Regions from separate parts of the Sander lucioperca genome. Here region 1 is linked to region 2. The links are chromatin contacts, called in public Hi-C maps. All regions are on one chromosome and are shown on one strand. The core of a region is the stretch at or near the end of the contact, and the rest is flanking DNA. Distances in the headings are between cores, read along the strand shown. Region 1 holds the start of zcrb1 (zinc finger CCHC-type and RNA-binding motif-containing protein 1). Region 2 holds the start of LOC116039811 (tetraspanin-8-like).

What was found. Hi-C and Micro-C count contacts between places; a contact is called where the count stands out from the background.
Region 1: a Hi-C map of muscle shows a contact between it and region 2, with 3 times the contacts expected there. The contact joins the promoter of zcrb1 here to the promoter of LOC116039811 in region 2. A contact is called at or near these places in 2 of 2 Hi-C or Micro-C datasets (liver and muscle).

Annotation. Positions count from the first base shown.
Region 1 is chr20:13,030,823-13,037,080 of SLUC_FBN_1.2, forward strand. zcrb1 (zinc finger CCHC-type and RNA-binding motif-containing protein 1) reads left to right here and starts at 3,729. Exons shown (of 9, transcript XR_004896012.1): 1 at 3,729-3,903; 2 at 4,043-4,145; 3 at 4,312-4,340; 4 at 4,507-4,618; 5 at 4,727-4,834; 6 at 5,007-5,116; 7 at 5,203-5,281; 8 at 5,485-5,699; 9 at 5,730-5,856. pphln1 (periphilin-1) reads right to left here and starts at 3,760. Exons shown (of 11, transcript XR_004896011.1): 1 at 3,654-3,760; 2 at 2,993-3,057; 3 at 2,470-2,534; 4 at 1,782-1,997; 5 at 701-765.
Region 2 is chr20:12,894,019-12,900,658 of SLUC_FBN_1.2, forward strand. It overlaps LOC116039811 (tetraspanin-8-like), which reads right to left and starts at 1,874. Exons shown (of 9, transcript XM_035996275.1): 1 at 1,643-1,874. The coding sequence starts at 1,702. It overlaps pus7l (pseudouridylate synthase 7 homolog-like protein), which reads left to right and starts at 6,244. Exons shown (of 10, transcript XM_031284889.2): 1 at 6,244-6,336.

The DNA.
Region 1 (6,258 bases), core at 2,479-4,978, 140 kb after region 2:
TTAAACTTATTACACGACACTGGACTACGACAAAAATTGCAGCTTAGGATGGGTTATCTTATTTCACCTTTTTGTTCTTTGATCTAGCTAAGTGAACTTCAATCTAAAATAAAAAAAACATATTTACAAACCAATAGCTGGAAATGTCACCGTCATGACCGTTTTAATATAGAAAACAAAATGACACGAACATCAGAATTGATTGTGAATTAACTGCAACCGAAATGCTTAAGTGGAACCAGAGCCAAGGGTTTTGAGTAAATATTGTAAACCTGTTAACCAAAATCCGTAGTCTAGATTTTTGCCACCCAAATTGTGGCCTAAATACAGACACTGTTCAGCTAAGAACCGTAGTTATCGTCTGGAGCCAGGTGAGCACTGAGACCGCCAGAAATTATGTAAATAGGGTGAGACAAGCCAATATGGGTCAGAGCAGACCATGATTTATAATAGCAGTTATGTAAACAAACATTTCAAACACATACTGAAAATGGAGGCCTACTCCTGCAGAAATCCCCCTTCTTAGCCTAACTAGAGGACTTGCTCACAACGCAAGTGCATAGAAAAAGGGCCCTGCTACCCAAAATGATAACATCCAATTCTGCTGAGTGATATTACTTATCAAGTACAACTTGGTAGACAAGATTCATTTTTTGGAAAATAAATATTGGCTCCTTCAAGACAAACAGAAGCAGTTTACCCAAACTCCAAAGGCCGTCCTGTGTGTTGTTGGTCTTCCCTGGGTACTCTGTAAGGATAGTCCTCCTAGCCAATAAAGAACATGTAAAAAAAAAAAAAAAAAAAGATCAAATCCATGAAAGGGACCTTTGCTGGCACTTTTTCTTCAAAGGATTTGATCCTGTCCTAAAATACAGATGTTATGGAACTTAGTTATAAATGATCAGTCTGAAACTACAAATGATGTTACCAGTTTTGATTTCAAAATGTGCCTTTAACTTCCATACAGCCAAACGTTCCCCCCTACAGTTTATTTTACAGTATCTCATGGATTCATGACCTGATACTGATAAATATGCTAAATGAATATTGATGCCAAGACATCGTTTTTAGTTCATTTTAGAATGTGTCGCTGGGAAAATGTCACTAAGTTAGTCAGCTTTATCAGCAATAAAGACAAAGAAACCACTGCAAAAAGGGAGAAAAAAACTAAGTTAAAAAAAATGATATGACAACAACATCCCTCATACTGGAATGTCAAAGTCCAAGAAGAAATTGATATGCATATCATAATAAACAGCAACATTGTAGCACACACTGTTTGGCTTGAAAATATTTAAATTTGATCCTTTTAACTATAGCGCCCTCAGCTGGCCAAATTTGAGTGTGCATATTAAACTAACAATATTAACATGATATGCAGTTGCATATTATTATTATTACCATACGTGTGTCTAAAACGTTGGAAAACCTAAAAGCTGAAAGACAAAACTTGCTAAAGAAGTCGACTGGGGATCAACTACAATTATTAGATCTGAGAAAAGTCATGTAGTTAGTTTTGGTGCCCACATTGATTTTACATTCATCTGGCTTAGGTGGTGCCCAAACCAGATGGGTGCTGCGCCTAAGTCTTATAATGGTAGGGAAAACCCTAGAGTTGTTTATTAATGTAACTCAATTACTTTGTGCAGTGGCAGCTGCTAATATTGAGGCAGTCTTTGGAAGTTCCTATTTTATCTCCACTTCACACACTGTCACTACATTTTAACTAATTTGTTCATATGAACACAACAATGTTAATTGTATGACATTCATGCTCTCACCCTTCTTGAAGGTGGAACAGCTCTGCGTTCAGCAGGGAAATGAAGGCTGTCACCATGGTAGCCCCTCTGATCTTCATGATAATTTCGTGGGCCTCCTCCATTTGGGAAGAAGCGTGGACCTCCTTCGTATTCGTACCCGCCGCGGCCATAGTCGTCCTCTGGCCTGCTAAAGGGGCCCCTCCTCTCTGCTGCCCCAGCTGCCCGTGGGTACGGACCCTACCAGGATGGGTACATTTTATTATTTTACATTTGCAGTTAAATTATTTTAAAAAAATAAAAAAAATGTTGTTGGGGGGAATCTAATTTTGTAAATTTCTGCGTAAAAATGTTTGTCTGCTCAAATTACCCTTGGCTTATGTCAACCTGGCTAAGAACTTCTTCACCTGATGTCGCAATTAAATAGAGGATTTTTCTCAATTAAGCGAGCTGTATAAAGCCATGGTATACTTGGTCAGAACTAGTTCGTATGACATGTTGTCCATCCATGTCAGAAAAAATACATTACATTTTATTTATAGTTGTAGTAGAAATATGCTCTCTCCAAATAATGTATCCAGGCTGCTTGAAAGACATATACTGCAAGTCTTCCTACTTGTGTTTTTATGCGCATACTCTTGAATGTGATACAACAAGGTCAAAGTGCTATCAAGAAAAGAAAATGGACTGAATTCACTTTGTACACACTCACCGGTCTCTCTGTTAAAAAGCGTTCATCATACACCTCTCGTATACTCCTGTCTCTCCTGTACGTCACTGCAAAAGGCAGAGCAACAGCAGGGATGAATGCATTGTACATGTAATCATGCAACGGTGGTTCCACAAAAAAAAAAAAAAAATGCCAATGCCAAAGTCAGCTTCCTGAGGCAGCAATATTTTAGTAAAACAAATTTGCACTAGATATGCAAGAACATAAAAGGATAGCCTATATTTAGTTTGATGACAACCATGGGACAAGAGTTTCATCATGTGAAAGCATTTTGGTTCAGTCAGGTGCATGCTGCAACACTAAAACAGCTCTTGCAAAAATACTTTTAAAATATATAAAATGCTCTGAATATTGTCCCAATTCTTGCATGTGCCATATGATCCTGTTTTATTTACTTATTATTTCTATTTAGGCAGTAGTGGTATTTCTCTTGTTGTGGTCTTGGTGTCAAACAAAACACTGGTAAACAAATGTATTGTAAAGACAAGTGTTGTCACTAACTTACTTTTGGACTCAAGGACTTCTGTGAATCGGGGTGATACGATAATGAGATGTGATCTTCAACACAATCTGTAAAAAGACAACACTGTGAAGACTAACATATACACTTGGAATAAGTTTCCATGCAACTGTTTAGGAGCCTATAAAAGAAATAAATGAGATGCATACTTTTGTAGAGAATAAAAACCGCTCTATGTTGCACATTTTTAAAATAAGATAAGTTGTGGAGCACTGTTTGAACATGAGATGTGTGATTCAAGCAACTGAGCTGGCAGAGGTTTCTTTCTGCAGAATAGACTGACCGATGGATGAATGCTCATTTGACCAACAACGCCATATTAAACATAGCACTAACGTTAGCTTCATCGCACCCAGCCGATAAGTTACACAAATCACTACATGTTCTGTGATGGTGAATTAACAGTTAGTACTAACATTAACTACTGTAACGTTAGCTCCACGCAGAAAAGACAGCTAACATTGCTAATTAGCTAGCCTCCATATTTGCTGCAAATTCGGAGGTTTTATTTAATCTGAGAGCAAATTAACTAATCGATACCGGCACACAAAAATCACAAATAAATATTTACGGCGAAATATTGCATCTTCTAGATAAACACGGGTTAAATAACCGACAGTAGCCCAAGCTAGCACAACAATCTCACCTTCCTCTATCGTTTAGTTAGCCTAGCCTTTCCGGTAGGTGTAGCAGCGACATGGATAACGGCTGTTTTATTGGACAAGGAATGCGCATACGTCATCAAGTTGCGACGTACAGACATGGCGTTTGTTTCTGTTTGCTAAAGTAGCTAGCTGCATACAAATCATAATACATCCATGATACAAATACACACAATTCTGCTATTTTAAACACATTTAGATATTTTTCAACGGTGGAGGTAGTGTTGGTAAGTGGTAAGTTTGGTTAATGTAGTCAGTTGATTGCAGTTACGTTAAAAAGGTTTAACGCGACATGAATGAATTTAACAAGAAAGCTAAGTAGCTGGTTGTGCATTAAACAATGTTATGATCATCTGTCTTATTTGTCTTACAGTGTGCCATATGCGTCCAGTATGAGCGGGGGTTTGGCACCAAGCAAAAGCACTGTGTATGTGTCAAACCTGCCATTCTCTCTTACCAACAATGACCTACACAAGGTAAGACAACAATTACAATTGTTGACAAGTGTTCATCAGTGTTGTGAAAAAATGTTGCTAATGATGTTTGTAATTACTAATGATGCTTTTGTTTGGCAAAAAACCCACAAATGAGTCAAATTCCACCGTGGTCCTTACTGAAACAGATCACTTTGTCTCATTTCAGCTATTCACCAAATATGGAAAAGTTGTAAAGTAAGTAACGGCTCTATCATACTTTATTTGTTATCTTACAGCAAAGTAGTGAAGGAATAACCCACAACGATCAAATAAAGGCTCTGGATACTTGTAATAGTTATTATTACACGTTTAAAAAAAAAAAAAAAAAAAAGATGATGTTAATAACTCGTGCATATTTCAGGGTTACAATCGTTAAAGATAAAGACACTCGCCAGAGTAAAGGGGTGGCGTTTGTTCTCTTCCTGGACAGAGAATCAGCTCACAACTGTGCAAGAGCAGTGAATAACAAACAGGTGAGTCTGTTCATACTGTATGGCTCTGAGCATTAGCTGCAGTCTCCTTGTGAGTGATGTTTCTGATATTCACTTGTTGTCAGACTTCCAAATGTGTTTGTCTCTCAGTTGTTTGGCAGAACAGTGAAAGCTAGCATTGCCGTAGACAATGGGCGAGCAACTGAGTTTATAAGACGACGGAACTACACAGACAAGACTAAATGTTACGAATGTGGGGTCAGTGCATATTTAACAGTTTCTTTCTGTGAGATCATCACATTTTATTGACTTACAGTTGCAAGTATAATCTTTTTTTATGCCTTGAATGGAAACAAAAATGTGCACAAAAAAAAAAATCATCCCAGAAAGAGTTGTCTGATTTTGTGCATTATTAAATGAAACCTCACAGGATACAGGTCATCTGAGCTACGCATGCCCCAAAAACATTCTGGGAGAGAGGGAACCTCCAAAGAAGAAAGAAAAGAAAAAGAAGAAAAAGGCTGAACAACCTGAGCACGTGTAAGTATTTTATAGCTGATATTTTGTGATATATTGTATATTGGGTATTGTTGTTTTTGTAATTCCTACGTCTTTTCCCTTTTTAGTGAAGAAGAAGAAGAAGAAAGTGAAGAAGAGGGAGAGGACCCAACCTTAGATAGTCTGAGCCAAGCAATAGCTTTTCAGGTAAGTGACGAATATAGAAATCCAAATAGGCTTCGCTACTGAAATGTAACCTACTCCCCCAAAAAAGTTGAGAACTAGTAGGCAATATGAATAACTGCTGTTTGGACTGAGGCTGTGGGAACTGGAAACACTTTCTGCATGTAAAATGTATGTTATTATCTTTTAGCAGTGTCATATTTCTTCTGTCTTTTGTGTCCCTCCAGCAAGCCCGTATTGAGGAAGAGAATGAAACGCAGAAGAAGCAGGCACGCTTGTCTCAAGAGGACGGTGCTCACGCTTCAACATCCTCAGACTCTAAGAAACCAAGGATCAAAAAGAGTGCATACTTCAGTGACGAGGAGGAGCTCAGTGACTAATAATAATAATAATACACAGTTTGGACATAAGTTGTTAGTCAAATATTGCTTTATTTTTGTAAATTGTATTGTATTATAGTGGGGATGCTTCCGTTGACACTGATGAATTTACATTTTCCTCTTTTTGTAACGACATGTTCTGTTCTTGGATTGATCGAGTGAGCATATGTGGTGTTTTTCCAAAGTCAGTCAGTCAATAAAACTTTGTTTCTTAATGACTTACCAAATGAATTGTTAGTTGTTCCTGAATCAGATCAAGAATGCTGAAGAAAAACGATTATTTATTCATTTGCTTAGGTCGATGAAGCAAATGTAAATTTGGAAACGCAACTGATGCTGGAAATGTCCATTTTTATTTATCATTGATCAAATTAGTGGTTGGATTATGTTATATACATGAATAATTTTCTCCATAACATATCAAAAGCGGTTATGTGTGTCAGTTAAGCATAATGGGTATTTGTATGACGAATTTTCTGCTTGATACACCAACCACGATTAAGTGCCAAACTGTACTACTTGCAGTGATCTTGACAGTATGAATGCAAAAATGCGGTAAAGTCTCATCTTCGGGACATAAAGGAGATCCAGCTGATATGAAAAGGTTTGGGAACCCCCGGC
Region 2 (6,640 bases), core at 624-3,123:
GTCGGATCAAAATTTGGTCTTTTGATCCGGACCGTGGTCTGGGGGGGTTTCACACCTGTAATTTTGGTTCGGATCAAACTGAAAAGTCCGAAAGTCCGGACCAAATGAGGTATGTGTGAAAACGCCCTAAGTTACTCCTAAACTAGTATTCATATGAAATAAAACAATAAAACATTGAGACCATTCAACAAAGGACACTGGGATATAACCAATTCAACACTGGTTGCTATGGACTTGTCACTATCGTCATTGTATATTTTAGCACATAGGTAAAGCTGCCGAAGCTGAACATTATATTCCAAAACATATATGTTTATTTTCAAAGCAGATTTTAAGTTACATTGTAACAATTTAACAATTCGCCCTTATGAAATCCAATCGCGGCACGGCTGTTTTGGAACGCAATAGACAGACGGTGGCGGAATGCCCCAACACTTAAATTCAACTAAAATGTAACAGTGAACAATCAGTGTTCTACCTACAGTCTGTTGAGATGCCTCTCCAAACGCAGAAACCAAGCGCAGTCACACTATAAAACGTTAAGACACGTTGAGAAAAAAGTTCCGTATTTTGCCGTAATCCAATGACATGAAAAAAAGTAATCCACAGCGATCAGTAGATCCACAAACAGGTAAATGATACGGTGTATCCAGCAAGGCCTATACGAGCGTCACATTCACCAGCCAGCTCTAAACAGGTGAACGAGGCCTCTCCACTTCGCCGTTTAAACAAAGTGGAATAAACGTATACAAGTCCAAATCTACACAAAACCCGCAATCAATTAGTAAGCTGACATCACATCTATATACATGGCATTTAGGAAACCTTTATTGCAAGGTTGGCACGGCAAGATGTCCAGACTAGTGCAACAGTAAGTTTCGTTTTATGCGTCCTGCTGCTCCCATCGTCAGCCAGGTAAGATTTTTTTTTACTAAAGCAGTATATGAAATCAGATGTATTACCTATCACCATTTAGTTGTTTTGTGTTATTGAGCAAACTGGGGTCAGAACCATCTGCTAGGGGGCCGAGACTGAGAGCTACATGGATAAATATGCACCAAACAAGCCACTTTGAAATTTTGCTCTTTTCATGAATAAAAAAGTTGGGTGACCACACCACCCAGACTAAAAAATGTTGGATGACCCTCCCCTCAGCAAAAAAATAAAAAGACATGACCCTCCCACTATTTTCCTCCTGTGGTCCATTCCATAAATACCGAACGGTCCCTTATTAGCTACAAAAAAGGTATTAATAATAACAACTGCTTATCATCGTCTGGAGAGATTTCTTTAGCTATTTACAATGTCCCCTTTATCCACTGGGGGTTCACTTTCTCTACTGAATATTTATTCCAACAAGTTTTGATTTTTCAAATTAAACGTCTGCATTTTCTTAAGACAAGCTCCACTTCCTCTCGTTTCTCTCGGCTACAACTGAAGCACCAATAAGATATCACACTTCTTTAATAAGTTGCTCTGAAAACAACTGAATTGAAATAATCGACTTGTAGATGTAAGCATCTGATACAACCACAGTTTGACGGATTTTATGTTGAATAATCTACACTTACAAAGTGGTTCATTTGAGTAGCCTATGAACTGTTTCTGTAGAAGCAGCAGAAAGAAAAAAACAAACACTTACCGCGATCAAACTTATCACTATAATGTAACTTCGCTTCAAACAGACGTTCACTTTCCCCATGTTGTTGCGCTTAAACTCGCCGTCAATATTTGTAATGCCGTTTAAAGTTTTCCTAAATAGAAGCGCACGCTATGGAGATGCGTCTTTAATAGAGAGAGAAACTTCTCATCTTGTTGCGCGCACAGCCCCTTGGTGTTTGTGCATGGGCGTGTGGGAGGAAATCCGATGGTATTGGGTGAATGGCCCTGCCCATCTGGAGGGGCTGTATATGTGTGTGGGTGGAATTAATGAATATCATTTGTGGGGAAACAGTATTACAGATTGTTCAGGAATGGGTGAAAAGTGATAGAATTGTTTAGTTTTTTTTGTTTTGAAGGCACTTTGTGACTGGTCTGTAGCCCAGAATTAACTGCTCAGTGTGTTTAGACCCCAGGCCTTTAAGTAAGGTTTTGTTTTAAAGACACACTGTACGTTTACTATTACAAAACTTATCAATATACAATATGTATCGACAACAGCTTAGATAAATGAGAGCATGTTTACTGTACTGCTGTGAGTAGGACATAGTGCAGGTACTGCAAACATAAATCCAATGTATACTGTGACATTATAGTGCTGTTATGGATCATATAATTAGCAGAAAAGCCATCACTCAAGTCAAATGAAGAGGTTCTCAGTAATGCATGTAACCTCGTAATGACTAGTAACACCAATATCATCAGCTGGAGTGGATATTGCAACAACACAATGATGGATATTTTAAACGTCTTTCTGGGCCATTTACCTCAGACACACAAGTGTTTTTTTCCCGCCCGAATTAACAGGAACAGATCAGTTTGTATATTAGTTTATTGTGATGGCTGACTTTAATGTGTGTGCTGTGCTGCAGGGGCAGAGAGAGAAATATTGACAGTGTACCTGTAGGAACAGTGAAAAGGAAAGTAATCACAGGAGGTTTACCAAAAACTTGATTATGTTACCAGTGAAAGACCAGAAAGAGAACAAGACTGATCCAAAGACAGAGAAAACAGAGCTCTCAAATGGACCTCAAAAGTCCCCCATAAAGCTCTTTTTGTCTGCTGTTGTCTTGGACGAACAAAGGAACTAGTGAGAGGCTGCATCACATGACTTCCCATCACAGTCCCACACACACTCACACTATCTATCGATCTATTTCTCAGGCACAGATTCAGATGCACTTTGCTGCAACATTAATGGTCCCTGGAGTTCCAACAGAAAAAAAGTCAATTGTTAAAGCAGATCCAGAGTGGAGCATTTCCTGATGGAGCACAGACACATCTGGAGAGCATGGTGAACAGACACACACACACACACACACACACACACACACACACACACACACACACACACACACACGCACACACACACACTAATGCAGGCATTTACATCCACGCATACGTATGTAAAGCTGTCCCATGTTTCCAAATGTTTAAGTCAACTTCATCAGCGCTTACAAAATTATTGACACCCACTCACACATCTGTAGGACATGAATGCACCTTCTGTGGCGCAGAGGATGTTGGTGGGCGGAAGGACGCCGAGGGCCAAAAACTGCTTTTATTTCTTGGAAATGCTTGGACCAATTATATTTCTCGGGAGATACATGTTGCACAGTTTGATTCTCGTGGAGCAACATTCTTGCTGTGGGAAAATGCTGTTGGCTGTTACAAGACGTCTTCTACAGAATTGAATGTTTAAATTACAGTAATATCCACACTCATAACATACAACTGACATAACGATCTGCGATTGTGTAATGTTTAACACTTGTGTTTCTTGGAACACTCATGATATCGTCTCTTGACTTCAAACCATTATAGATGTGAACACTGACCTCTCTGCACTGTTGTCCAGAAAAATCATTACTGTGTGTTTGATTGAGTAAACACTGAAACACTGATCCTTCCATGTGTGAATTATGTGTTTAAAGTTCTAAATATATTGATCACTGAAAATGAACCCTTATGCATACACAAAGTCTCACAGTGACTTTCTTTATACCCAAAGTTTCTATTAACAATTACTACTTCTTGCCTTGCCGGGAATCCTGCTGCTTTAGGGCTTTTGGACCTCACAGCAGCTTTTGATACAGTGGACCATGCAGTCTTCCTCTCTCACCTTGATCATTGTGTAGGCATCCAAGGCTCGGCACTTAAATGGTTTAGCTCCTATTTGGCAAATAGGAGCTTCTCTGTCAGGATTGGTGACCTCTCCTTGTCAATTGCTCCTCTCTCTTGTAGGGTACCTCAGGGTTCAATTCTTGGCCCCATCCTGTTTTCCTTATATATGTTGCCTTTAGGGGCTATTATAGGCAAGCATAACCATTTCATCATTTAATTGTTATGCAAATTATTTGCAAATTTATTTGCCTATAAAACCAAATTACATTAAGTTGTGGCTTTCACATAACTTTCTTAATTTGAATGAAGATAAAACTTGCATGCCAAACAGTCCAGCTTTGAGTTTGGGAGCTCTGGCTTCATACACTAAGCCAGCTGTCAAAAATGTGGGGGTTACATTTGATTGCAGCATGAAATTTGACAAGCAGATCAGCAATGTTGTTATAATGAGATTTTTCTAGCTTTGTCTCCTGGCTAAAGTTAAGCCCTTCCTTAACAGGCGCGATCTAGAAAAGGCGATTCATGCTTTTATTAGTTCAAGGTTGGATTACTGTAATGCTCTTAATGTTGGTCTGAATCAAACCTCCATCTCACGACTTCAACTTGTGCAAAATGCTGCTGCTCGCTTTTTAACAAATACATTTACATCTAGACGGGGACACATCACTCCCGTTCTCTACACCCTACATTGGCTCCCTGTGCGTTTTGGAATTGATTTTAAGATTTTATTGTTTGTTTTCAAGGCCTTAAATGGCCTGGCCCTGGAGTATTTGTCTGAGATTGTAACCCTACGTGAGCACAACAGGTCATTGCGGTCTTCAAATCAACTGGTTTTAGAAGTCCCAAGGTCAAGGTATAAACGGTGGGGTGATCAGGCTTTTGCTGTTGCTGCCCCGAGACTCCGGAACAAATTACCCCCTGATATTCACACTATTACAGATGTAGCTCTTTTTAGATCCAAACTCAAAACCTATTTGTTTAGAATGGCTTTTAATACGTAGTAGGGGTGTGACAATTTCCCTCTCCTCCTCCTGTTTCTACAGTATGTAACCTTTTCTGATTTTACTGTTTTCTATGTTTCATTCTTTTTATTGTATGATATGTTGTTTTATACTTGATTCCTGATGTAAAGCACTTTGGATACCTGCTGGTTGCTGTAAAGTGCCATATAAATAAATGTTGATTAATTGATTGACTTCTCCTTTTTCTGTTCCTATACTGTTACATGATGACAGTTTTGCATTTGGATGAAAGATTTTTTGTCACAAAGCTGACTGAGATACTTGACGCCAATATCAGCATCACAAACAACACAATAATCACTCACGACAGAGTCAGTTATCTCCAGACAGGCGAGGACAAATAGTTCATTAGTCCAGCTAGCTGATCACAGAGTCATCATTCAGAGCCTCAGTATTAGTCAAATGGGCACTCCACGGATTTTACACATGTAGTCTGTGAAAACAGTTGAAAAATGTCTTCGGTAGCTCTGGAGAACTTTGTAGAAATGCAATAGTGAATACCTGGAGTCCCCCTTTTAACAATAACATGCAACAAAACAAACTTACAGCATTTAACTGAGAGGAATTTCATACATTAACACTGCTTAAGCGTTTTTTTTGCTACCTCCTCAGTTATACAGAATCACACTTATAATACCAACAAAAACAGCACATGTTTGTGAAGCAAATATCATCTGCTTTAAACATTTCTCAGCAGATGTAGTTCCTCCCCGACTCCCAGAACTTTTTCAGGGCCTTGGTCCAAAGCAGCACTAGTATTAGAAACATATTACTATGAATATGATCATCTTGCTATTTGGAGTGAATGGTCCAAGGTTTGGAGGAAGTTATGTTACAAATCTATAACCTACAACCTTGAAATGAAGCCTAGAGAACAGTCGGGAAACGGACCCTCACTATGGAAAAATATGCTCTCAATCTTTTTCATTCCACTCAGGACTCTGGCTAAAGATTTTTTGTAAAATTTCAAGCCAAAAGGAATGCTTGGAATTGATGGTGATGGTAAATATTCATGAAAAAGGACAAGTTTGTGAACGGACAACACAGATTTTGATAATGAACTACTAAACACGTTACACACTGGACCTTTAACATTAAGTTAATTTTACTTATTTATGTTGTGTAACAAGGAGACAGTATATAATTGTGGTAAATTATATATTTTAGTAGGCATAATTCAATGTTTAATATTTTGGACTGTTGCTGAGTTCATTAGGGTAGTGTTATCCCAATAATATAATTTCATGAGCACTTACGCCACTATTTGAATTAATCTAAAATGGTTGTTGATGTTAAAAATAACATTAACATTATTTTAACATTAAGGTTAATGAATTTAAAGTAATTGTAGTTCCTACCAGCAGTGTTGTTTACAGAGAACAGTTATACGTTTAACACAGCCTTGTTTTTTTCATATGGTCGGTCCCTTTAAGAAAGGTCACATGACGGTCACATGACGCGGAACTAGATTGAATTGTTTCAGCGTTGTTGTGTTTACATCAACAGCTCCTCGTTTACATACCGCGTGCAGGTTCGTTGAGTAAACAAACAGTTCAATAATTAATATATCTTCACAGTAAATGTATATTATCGTGTAAAAACAGGCATGTGCTTTGCTTCCTTTGTTGTAGCAGGTACAGCTCTCTGTCAGCACAGTCGAGGTAGGATTTGTGTGTAGGCTACGGATAGTACTGTAATAGACGGGTTATTTCGCATGTATAACCTAGGTTTAAGCATAATAAAAAACACCTATGATCTTTCTTAACCTCCAGACATCTTTTTTTTAAGGTGTGCCCTAACTCTGACTGCTTTTAAAGGCTTAAAACCCTATTATT